Regions from separate parts of the Mus musculus genome. Here region 1 is linked to region 2. A link is a contact called in public promoter capture Hi-C data. All regions are on one chromosome and are shown on one strand. The core of a region is the stretch at or near the end of the contact, and the rest is flanking DNA. Distances in the headings are between cores, read along the strand shown. Region 1 holds the start of Mtres1 (mitochondrial transcription rescue factor 1). Region 2 holds the start of Snx3 (sorting nexin 3).

What was found. Promoter capture Hi-C pulls out the DNA fragments that hold promoters and counts their contacts.
Region 1: a promoter capture Hi-C map of liver shows a contact between it and region 2, with 2.1 times the contacts expected there. The contact joins the promoter of Mtres1 here to the promoter of Snx3 in region 2. A contact is called at or near these places in 1 of 39 promoter capture datasets (liver) and 1 of 484 Hi-C or Micro-C datasets (CD4 T cells).

The regions. Positions count from the first base shown.
Region 1 is chr10:43,538,899-43,544,084 of GRCm38.p6, reverse strand. Mtres1 (mitochondrial transcription rescue factor 1) reads left to right here and starts at 3,067. Exons shown (of 4, transcript NM_026411.2): 1 at 3,067-3,145.
Region 2 is chr10:42,500,712-42,505,816 of GRCm38.p6, reverse strand. Snx3 (sorting nexin 3) reads right to left here and starts at 3,763. Exons shown (of 4, transcript NM_017472.4): 1 at 3,325-3,763. The coding sequence starts at 3,486.

The DNA.
Region 1 (5,186 bases), core at 1,818-4,317, 1.0 Mb before region 2:
TCATAGATGACTGCTCCCCTGCAGGCCACCCAACCTGCCTCCTCCTCTTTCCATGTTTCCAGTCTCCTCCAACAGAGCACACACTCCCAGCCTTTAGGCTTGCAGCTCTCGGCAATATCTAGCTCATGTAGGACTGGGGTTCAAATCAGAGTCTTGTACATGCTAGGCACTCTACCAACTGAACCACACTGTCTGATCCTGTTTTGCTTTTAGAGACAGGGTTTTTGTAGTCCAGGCTGGCTCACTCTGTAGCCTAAGCTAGCCCCAAACTCCCAGAGGCTCAACTGCCTCACCTCCCAAGTGATCTAGAATTATAGGCATGAGTGAGTCACCATGTCCAGCTTTATTTTTAATTTATTTGCTATTTATTTATTTTTACAGTAACTCCAGAGCACACATACGCTGTGCAAGTACTCTACCACTGAGCTACACCTCCAGGCCTTTTTTTTTTTTTTTTGGATTTTTTGAGACAGGATTTCTCTGTATAGTCCTGGCTGTCCTGGAACTCACTCTGTAGACCAGGCTGGCCTCAAACTCAGAAATCCGCCTGCCTCTGCCTCCCGCTTTTTCTTTTTAATGTATATTTTAAATAAAAGCCAAGTGTGATTGCACTGGCCTACAGTAGAACTCAAGAGCTGGAGGCAGGAAAACAAGAAGTCCAAGCGTATCCTTAGCTACAGAGCAAGTTCAAGGTCAGTCAAGCTATATGAGATAATATTTGAATAGACATAAAATAAATATTTTTTAGATTTATTTATTTATATTATGTATCTGAGTACACTGTCACTCTCTTCAGACAAACCAGAGGAGGGCATTAATCCCATTACAGGTGGTTGTGAGCCACCAAGTGGTTGCTAGGAATTGAACTCAGGACCTCTGGAAGAGCAGTCAGTGCTCTTAACTGCTGAACCATCTCTCCTGCCCAAATAAATATTTTTTAAATTACACATATAAAGGCCTTTGTATTAACTATTTTTTCTTTTCTACAGAATTACTAATTATTATGAACAAGTGTTTTTTCTACAATACCTGAAGAATTAATAAAGAAAATAAATGTGTATTCAAATATTAATTTTGCTTGTGTGTGTGTGTGTGCCTGATGCTCTCACATGTCAAAAGAGGGATTGGTCTCTGGAACTGGAGCTACAGATAGTATAAGCCACCATATGTGTGCTGGGAATCAAATCCACATCCTCTGGAAGAGCAACCAGTGCTCTTAACCACTGAGCCATCTCTCCTGGTCCTCTGTATGTCATCTTAAAAAGATTTCACCCTGTGAGATGGCTCAGTGGGTAAACGCACTTGCTACCAGACCTGGCAATGCAATTTTGATCCCTGGGCCCCACATAGTAGACAGACTCCGGCAAGCTGTCCTCTGACCTACACACCCACAGACACCCACAGAAATAACATTTTTTGTTTGGTTGGTTTGGTTGTTTGGTTTTTTTGTTTTGTTTTGTTTTGTTTTGTTTTTTGAGACAGTGTTTCTCTGTGAAAGGAGCCCTAGCTGTTCTAGACTTGCTTTTTAGACCTGGCTGGTCTCAAACCCACAGAGATCTGCCTGCCTCTGCCTCACAAATGCTAAAACTAAAGACATGGGCTACCATACCCTGCAATCTTTTTAATTTTTTTAAAAAATTTTTTCCCAAGGGGTGGTGAACTGGCTCAAAGGATAAAGGCTTTCGCTGCCAAGACTAAAAGACCTGAGTTCCCTAGGTCAAACATGATGGCAGGTGTTGACCTACAAGTAAATGCAACTGTGTATCCCTCCTGATCTCACAATGTCAACCGTGTAGATGTATCATTTCAGCATTTGAAACAATTTGTAGTTGTGCATTCCTCTTATACAAACACAATCAAGAAACTATTGTGCCAACTTAGGAGAAAGGAGCATCAATGAAAAGGCGGGGAACAGAGCTCACAGACTTGGAAGGGAAACGTCTGAAAAAGAAGAAAATCAGGAAGGCTACTTCTCGTTTAATACAGCATATATCCCAACAAACGTTAACGCAAACATATCTAAACCTGGGCTCCAGAGGGAAGGGCACTGGCTGCTCTTCCAGATGAGCCAGATTCCATTCCCAGCATCTGCATGGTGGTTAGCAACCATCTGTAACTCCAGTCCCAGGAGATGCAATGCCCTCTTCTGGCCTCCTTCAGCATAGAGGCACATGGTACATGCAGGCAAAGACACTCATACACGTAAAAGTATTTACGTTTTAAAAACAAACAAACAAAACAAAACAAAACAAAAAAACAACTTTTGTGAAACTGACTGTACTCTAGTGTCTGGGCTATATTCCATCTGACTCCCAAGGTTTGTTTTCACTGGTTCCACTAAACCGTGTTTTCCTAGACTCTAACCCCTGTCCAATCACTTCTGGCATGGCAAGAAAACTGAACGAAAACGGTGTGACTTAGTTTTTTTTGGGGGGTGGGGGGTCAGGGGTTGATATATTGAGACAGGGTTTCATGTAACCCAAGCTGGTCTCAAGCTTGTTATGTAGCCAAAGACAGGTCAAGTGACTTACTTGATCTTTCTGCCTCCACTCCCCCAATGATAGGATCACACCCAATGTGAGGTATTTTATTTATTCCCATTTATATTTATTTCTTTGTAGCTCAGCCTGGCCTCGAACTTCCTAGTCATGTACCCAAGGAAAACCTTGAACCCCCATTCTTCCTACCTCGGTCTCTCCAGTGTTGGGATTACAGCGATACACCTACACACGGACGGGTTAGAAGTAAACTCTTATATTCTGTGATGTTAAGACAGTTTTCTGGAGACAACATCTATAACTCACTAAGAAGTTCAGGGCTTTGGCTATTCGAGAGAAAGAACTTTTGCTTCCAAACCAAATTCTTCTGGAACTGGCTGCCAAGCTCAGCGGGCCTGGGATGGGCCTCCCACGTCCCCTCTCCCCCCCCCCCCCCCCCCCACCTCACTTCCCCACACCCCGACCTCAACAGCGTGGTCCTCCAAGGCGCCGCGTCCAGCAGGGGACGCTGTGAGGCCACCACCGTGCTCAGATGCGCCTAGGGGTCCACTCTCTGCGTAGGCTGGGGCGGAAGAGGCGGGGCAGGTGCGGAGGTGGCTCCCGCCTGCGGTCGGCGCGGTCCGGGGAGGGACCAGCGGACTGCGCAGGTGAGTGCGCCCCTACTGGCCCGCCGGCTCAGCCCCTCGCCGGGCGCTTCGCCCTCGGCTGGCTTCTGCCCTGCGGCGCTCCGGCCGTGTCTGCGAACCCTTCCCGTTCCGCAGAGTTGGGGTTGCCTAGGGACGCCTCTCGAACCCCGGGACCGTGGGAATTAAGCTGGCCCAGGCTGTGCGTCCCCGGACTTGGGTGCAGCAAGCTGCAGACACACTGACTCGGGGCTGGGCGGCGTGGGAGTGTCCAGTTTCCTTTGACCTTGGGGGACCTGGGGAAGGTTCGGGATGGGAGGGCTCCAGGGGAACTCGATCTTGTGTAGAAGTCCGCTTCCGACGTCCGCAGAAGGGAAGGGTTTCGTAGCTGTAGACCCAACCAACTGGAGGCCAGGCCCGGGTCTTACAGAGCGGTGACACGCTAAGGAACGTGGATCCACTCCCAGCGTAGTGCAGGTCAAGGACAGCTTTGCCTGTGTATCCTAAACACTGCTCTTCTGCCAGTCTTAGCCTTCGTTATAGAGTCTATAGCTTTATAGAAATCTCACCCGAAACGAACCTTACGGGCTTTCTTTCCTAGTCATCTCTAATGCAAACTGCCGTCAAGGAGATTTTTTCATATGGACTCCTGCCGGGTTACTTTCCTACTAAAACTCTCTGTATCTCTCGTGCCGTCTGGGTGACCTCCAGACTTAGGTCTATAAGACTTTTTTAAGGCGGCCTCGTTGTGACTGGCTTCTTACTTTTATAGTGAACGATGTCCTTGAACACGTGAGCTCCTGCCTCTTTCCCAGATGCTTGAATTATAGGCTTGCAACAGCGTTCCTAGCTTCTGCAAGTTTTTAATTACCAGGCACTATTTCTGTGCACGTGAGATAAATAAAACAGGGATGAAGAAGAAGTCTAGTCTTGTGGAGTGTATGCACATGCAGACAGCATCTGGTAAATTACACAGCAGCCTGTGATTAGCTCTGGGGGTGGGGTAAGTGTGGTAAAGGGGACCGATTGGCAAGGTGGAGTTGCGTTGGAATAGTTGGAATGGAATGGGTAGGCCCCGCTGAGGGGATGTGTTTGAGTCTAGACTTGAAGGTGAGTTTCCTTGCAGATACCTAAGTGAGAGTGTTCTAGGCCTGTCTGGAACAAAGGTCCCTAGTTTGTCCAGAATGTGTCCCCCTAGTTTCATGTGTTAGGAATTTGGTGCAGTACCTTTAGGAAGAGCAGGGCCATGAAGGTTCTTTCTGAAGAATGGACAGTCGGTATTAGTGGGTATTAAGGGAGTACGTGGCTTTGTTATGAAAACAAGCTCTCTCTGGCATGCTTACACCATCCTTATCTTCCACCTTGTGATGCAGCAAGAAGTCCTTTCACCAAATGGCAGCTTCTAAAGGGCAGAAGGGAAGGGGAGTTTGTTTAAGGGGAGAAGAGGGTTAGAGGCAGTTGACTTGAATTTCCCAGACTCTAGAGGCATGAGTAAAAAAAAATCTCTATCCTTTATAATCACCCCAGCTCTAAATCAGTTGTAGCCATGGAAAACACTCTTTAAGGATAGCTGCTTGTGTGTAAGGACCATGAAGACTAGTGTCAGTGCGGCAGGGGCTGAAGCTGACCAAGTAAGACAGACACGGTTGTCACTGTTCAGGTTTTGTTTAGTTTGGGTTTTGTGTGTGAGGGTGTGGTGTAGCTGTCTCATTTAGGGCTGAGCACGTAAGTCCCCGTACTTTAATCAGTTTATACTTTAACTGATGCCCACTGCAAAGAGAAGCTTTTTAAAGCTAACTTCTGGGTGTATATGTAGAAGGCACTTTGACACCATATTTGTGTAGCAAACCAACAACAGGTTCCCCAGGATCTTCCCAGCCATGGACTTTTGGACCGGGTTTACAGTAGCACCTTTCTTAATTCTGTGAAACAGGCTCTCATTGAGTTAACCAGGCTGGCCTCGGCCACACTCTGGCCTAAGCAGCCATTGATCCGTCACATCACCCTGCCCCACCAGGCCCAGGAGTGTTTTTTTCTTTTGAATGCTTTGGGGGAGCTGCTTTTA
Region 2 (5,105 bases), core at 2,514-5,013:
GTAACACTGTGCCAATTATTTTCAGAAGCCCAGAGATACTAATCAAGAGATCCTAATAGTCTTAAACACTGTTCTCAAAGAGAAAAGATAAATGGAGATTGGGAAACTTGTATTCTAAAGTGCCACCATCTAGATGAAATTACCCTGTGAATTGGAGCAATTTCAATCAGTCCCTATAAAACTGAACATTTTCTCAAGGCTAGAATTAGAGTTTAACTGTAAGATAGTTTAAAGGCCCAAACTCTGAAAAATAAAATGGCTTCCTCCATGGTAAATACAATGGCGAAAGGCAAGCAGTGGAAATGAGGGAGAGTATCAACAGTTTAGAATAGCAATAAACAAAATTTGTTCTACCTTCCCTCCTATCCTGGAACTACACAGACCAGCCTGCCTGCCTCTGCCACTCAAGTACTGGGATTAAAGGCATGAGCTACAACCCATCCTACCTTCATACAAGATCATCATTACTCACAAATATCGTATGCTGCTTAAGTAAAGCCTAGTGTCTTACTACATGGTGTCCTGAGTTTTCTCTCAGTCAATACATTATATACTAAGAATAACTCCAACATTTTCTAAGCATTAGAACCTCAATTATGTTTTATTGTTGGAGGCTGGAGAGATGGCTCAGCCATTAAAGTCTAGGCTTAGAACCAAAAATATAAGAGTTTAGTTCCCAGCACCCATGGCTGTCTCTCCAGCCACACACACACAAAAAAAAAAAAAAAAAAAAAAGAAAAGAAAAAAAGAAAAAAGAAAGAAAGAAAAAGAAAGAAAGAAAAAAAGAAAGAAGAGAAAAAGAAAACAATGTTTTATTGTTGGGTACCATACTTCTAATTAACATACAACACTCACTAACATACAACCAACTGCCTCATAATAAAAAATAAGCCGGGCGTGGTGGCACACACCTTTAATCCCAGCACTCGGGAGGCAGAGGCAGGTGGATTTCTGAGTTCGAGGCCAGCCTGGTCTACAGAGTGAGTTCAAGGACAGTCAGGGCTACACAGAGAAACCCTGTCTCGAAAAACCAAAAAGAAAAGAAAAAAAAAGAAACAAGAAAAAATAAAGCAGAGTAAGTATACAGTTTATTTAATTATCTAACTCACTAATCACTCTTAAAAAGGACTGTTTTCTACGTCCGGAGCCAGGCCGTTCGTTCATAGTTATATCCCAATGTCATATTCACTCTTTGGAAATAAAGGCTCGAGTATTTTAGGAAAGAGTCATCTACTAGGATCCCTTAACGACTACTCAGCAAGATAAGCACTGACTCTCCTTATGTGGAGGAAGTGAGGGCGGATCCAACTCAACTGGGACAGGAAGCAGTAGCCATGGAAGTTCAGAAACAGGAATACCAAGTTTCATGCTAACACAGGGAAAAACATGCTGGTGAATAAAGGCAAAAGAGGAAGTTCTTTTTTGTGACAGGCCATATATTAATGACAAAAATCATCCCCAAAGCTAAAAAGAAAAAAAAAAATCACCTTTTAAAAATTTTATTAGGTTTTTTTTTTTTTTAAAGTATGAATGTCTATGTGCCACGTGTCTGAAGGTGCTCAAAGGGACCAGAAGAGGGCATTGGAACTCCTGAACCTGCAGTGAGAGGTGTGTGAGCCACGTTATGTGGGTGCAGGGAACTGAACTCAAATCCAAATCAATTAAGTGTTCTTGAGCACTGAGCTGTCACCCTAGCACCGAAAATTATCCCCCTTTAAAACAGGCTTGGGTAAGAATTTATTTCCCTAGGTCCACGGAAGCCTGAATTTTGCAATCTTCAGAAAACAAGATACTAATTTGGCTCATGTTTTACACATCTATACAGTTCAATGAGTAGCCTGAAAAACCAGGCCATTTAAGCTTAATATCTCAAAAGTTTGATGATCCAAAGACAGAGAGACACACAACTTTTAATTCCAGCAGTTGGGGCCAGCCTGGTCTACATAGTAAATTCAAGGCCAGTCAGGAGCCTACATATGAGATTCTATCTCATAGGGGAAAAAAGTTTGATTAGTTCAACCATTCTTTAAAAGTGTGTAAGTTTCACAAGCTAAATATATACAGCACTCCTGGGCCGTACAACTTAAAAATGACTAGGATGGCAAATTCTGTTTACCACACAAAAAGTGCTTACTTTAATAAGAAATTCCTTCACATAAAAGCTAATGTTAAGCTGGGCGTGGTGGCGCATGCCTTTAATCCCAGCACTCGGGAGGCAGAGGCAGGCGGATTTCTGAGTTCGAGGCCAGCCTGGTCTACAGAGTGAGTTCCAGGACAGCCAGGGCTATACAGAGAAACCCTGTCTCGAAAAAAAAAAAAAAAGGCTAATGTTAACAATGATCATGAGTCCTCTAAGGCCAAAATTCTCATGGTTACTATTTAATATTTAATTTTTAGCAATGAATTAATTTAATAAGTTTTTTTTTCAAATGTGGAAAAACCCTTCCATCCTGCTCTACAGAGTAAAAAAAGCAGTACTTTCATTTAGTGTCCCTCGAATCATCTAAATTACTTACTGCCAAAACCCCATTAGTTATGGGATTCTAAGAGTACGTTTCTACTTCACCCTATTCCTTTTTTCAGTTGAAGTGAAAAAGCTAAAGCCAGACACTTAGATGAGTAGGGTTCCCTAGTCCCGGGCAGTTGCTTTTTTGGACACTGAGGAAGATGACATTCCACACACCTAGGCCTTCAGCAGGACAGCCAAGCATGCTAAGGTCAACCATTTCTCATCGCTGCTAACCGCTTGGTTGAGCCCTACCACAAAAATCTGACGCGCTCCCGTGAACTCGCCATCAAGTTCTGCTCACAGACGTGTACGGCCCAGGATACTCTTACTGTAGCTTGAGACAGGCCTGGAAAGAGCAGCTAAGCTTGGCTTCACTACGTCTTGGTAAGCGTCCAGGAAAAAAAAAAAAAAGAGACAGGGAGGGAGAGAGGGCTTCAACTTTGCGCACACACGCCCCCCTCCCCCTTTCTTCCTCAGTCACACCTAGCTCTCTTTTCGGAGAACAGTGTTCTCGAAAGATCTACCTCTTCAACTCAAATGTCAAGCCCAGATCAGCTGCCTGAGATCTCGGCTAGCAGAGCTCAACCCACGCCCTCGTCTTCCAGCACCTTCTACCGGAGCCAGCGAGCTGGTCCCCATACAAACTGTCCACGGAGAGCGAGCGAAACCCTGGCTCACGCCTCCGCCCGCAGACAAGCTGCCTCGCAGGGGCGTCTGGCCTGGGCGGCCGCTGAGACCTCAAGGCCCCGCGCCGGGGTCCGGCGGGACTTGGCGGCCCCGGAGCGAGGGATGCGGGAGAGGGGCGGACGCCTCACCTTGACCCTGATCTCGTAGGTGGTGAAGCGGCCCCGGCCGACCCCCACGGTCTGCGGGTTGCTCACGTCGATCTCGAGGAAGTTGCTGGGCGGCCCGTAGGCGTCATTCAGATTCTGCGGCTTGGTGATGAGCCGCCGGGTGTCCGCTACCGTCTCCGCCATTTCGCTGTCGCCGCGGCAGCCGCGGGCTTCTCTCCACCGCCTTCCGCCAACGCCACCGCCGCCCGCCGCGGGGACTCCCGGCTCGCGCGCAGCGAACGGAGACGAACGAGCACGTAGGACGGGTGGGCGTTCGTTCCGCGCGAAGCTCCGCCCCAGGCTGCTCGGGCTTCCGCCCTCTGCCCAGGGAGAAACAGCTGACTGGCCTGAACGCCGCGCCCGGTTCGCAGGCCCCGCGGCGGCCCCGAGGGACACTGCGGGGTGGGGCTGAGGCGCGGCGGCGTCACGGGACTGTGGGCGCCAAGGATATGGGGAGACTACAATAACCACAATGCCTCGGGCGAGCGCGCCGCCGCCGAGTGACGCGCAGGCGTAGTAGGGGAGCTCTGGGGAGGAGGTGTGGGTTTCCGGCTTTTCTGACCCAGCTTCTCTGCGGGGAGGGACTCCGGAAACGATTTTAGCTGTTCTGGCGCAGTGAAGGCAGTCGTTGGGACGGCAGGGAGGAGACAAAACTGCCTATGCTGTAAGACAGCCAATCCAGTGCATCACTGTGATCCCTGGAAATTCATTTCTAGAAACCTTTAATAAACGTCTCAAATGAATCAGTACACATCTGTAATCCTGACCTTTGGCAAATGGAGAGCGGAGAATCAGGAGCTCGAGGCCAGCCTGGGCTACATGAGACCTTATCTTTAAAAACCAAGGGAGAGCCGGGCGGTGGTGGCGCAGGCCTTTAATCCCAGCACTTGGGAGGCAGAGGCAGGCGGGTTTCTGAGTTCGAGGCCAGCCTGGTCTACAAAGTGAGTTCCAGGACAGCCAGGGCTATACAGAGAAACCCTGTCTTGAAAAAAACACAAAACAAAACCAAAACAAAACAAAAGGCTTTTTAGCCAGGCGTGGTGGAGGCAGAGGCAGGCGGGATTTCTGAGTTCTAGGCCACTGGTCTACAGAGTGAGTTGACAGCCAGGGCTACACAGTAGCCCTCAAAAAACAAACAAAAAATGATGATGTAACTCAGTTGGTAGATTGATTGCCTAGGATTCATAAAGTCCTGGGTCCAGTCCCCAAGAAGGACATTAATCCCGGCATAATGTAATGCCAGCACTCAGAAGGCTGAGACTCAGAAGTTTCAAGGTCACCCTGTTCTACACTGATAGATTCGAAGCAGTAAATAAGGGAGTGGAATTTTTTAAACCTGATAAGCTCAAACTAAGGTCAAACAGTGCCTAAAGACTGGTCTGGCCCCTGAAATAAGAAAGCAAAATAAGAAAGACAAGATGAAGGCCGGGAACCCTGTCTGGGTAAGCGGCCACTCTTGTTTCCCACAAATCCTGGTAAATGTGTTTTGTTTTTAAGCGGTAAATCTCAAATTGTACTTGGAATGCTACTTAGAGAAGCCTTTATACAAAATGGAAAAAAGGACCAGGGAAAGACTCAGGAAGCTGAAGGGAGACAGGAAGATAGGGGAGTGCCAAGAACCAGGATACCAGGAGCTAGTGCATCCGGTTGTCAACCCAATACCTGAACAAAGCCATTACGTGGCCTAGGCAGCGTCACGTGACCTTAGAGTCCCTTCAAGTCAGCCTACAAAAACAGCAGTGTAGCACAACCATAAAGCTAGC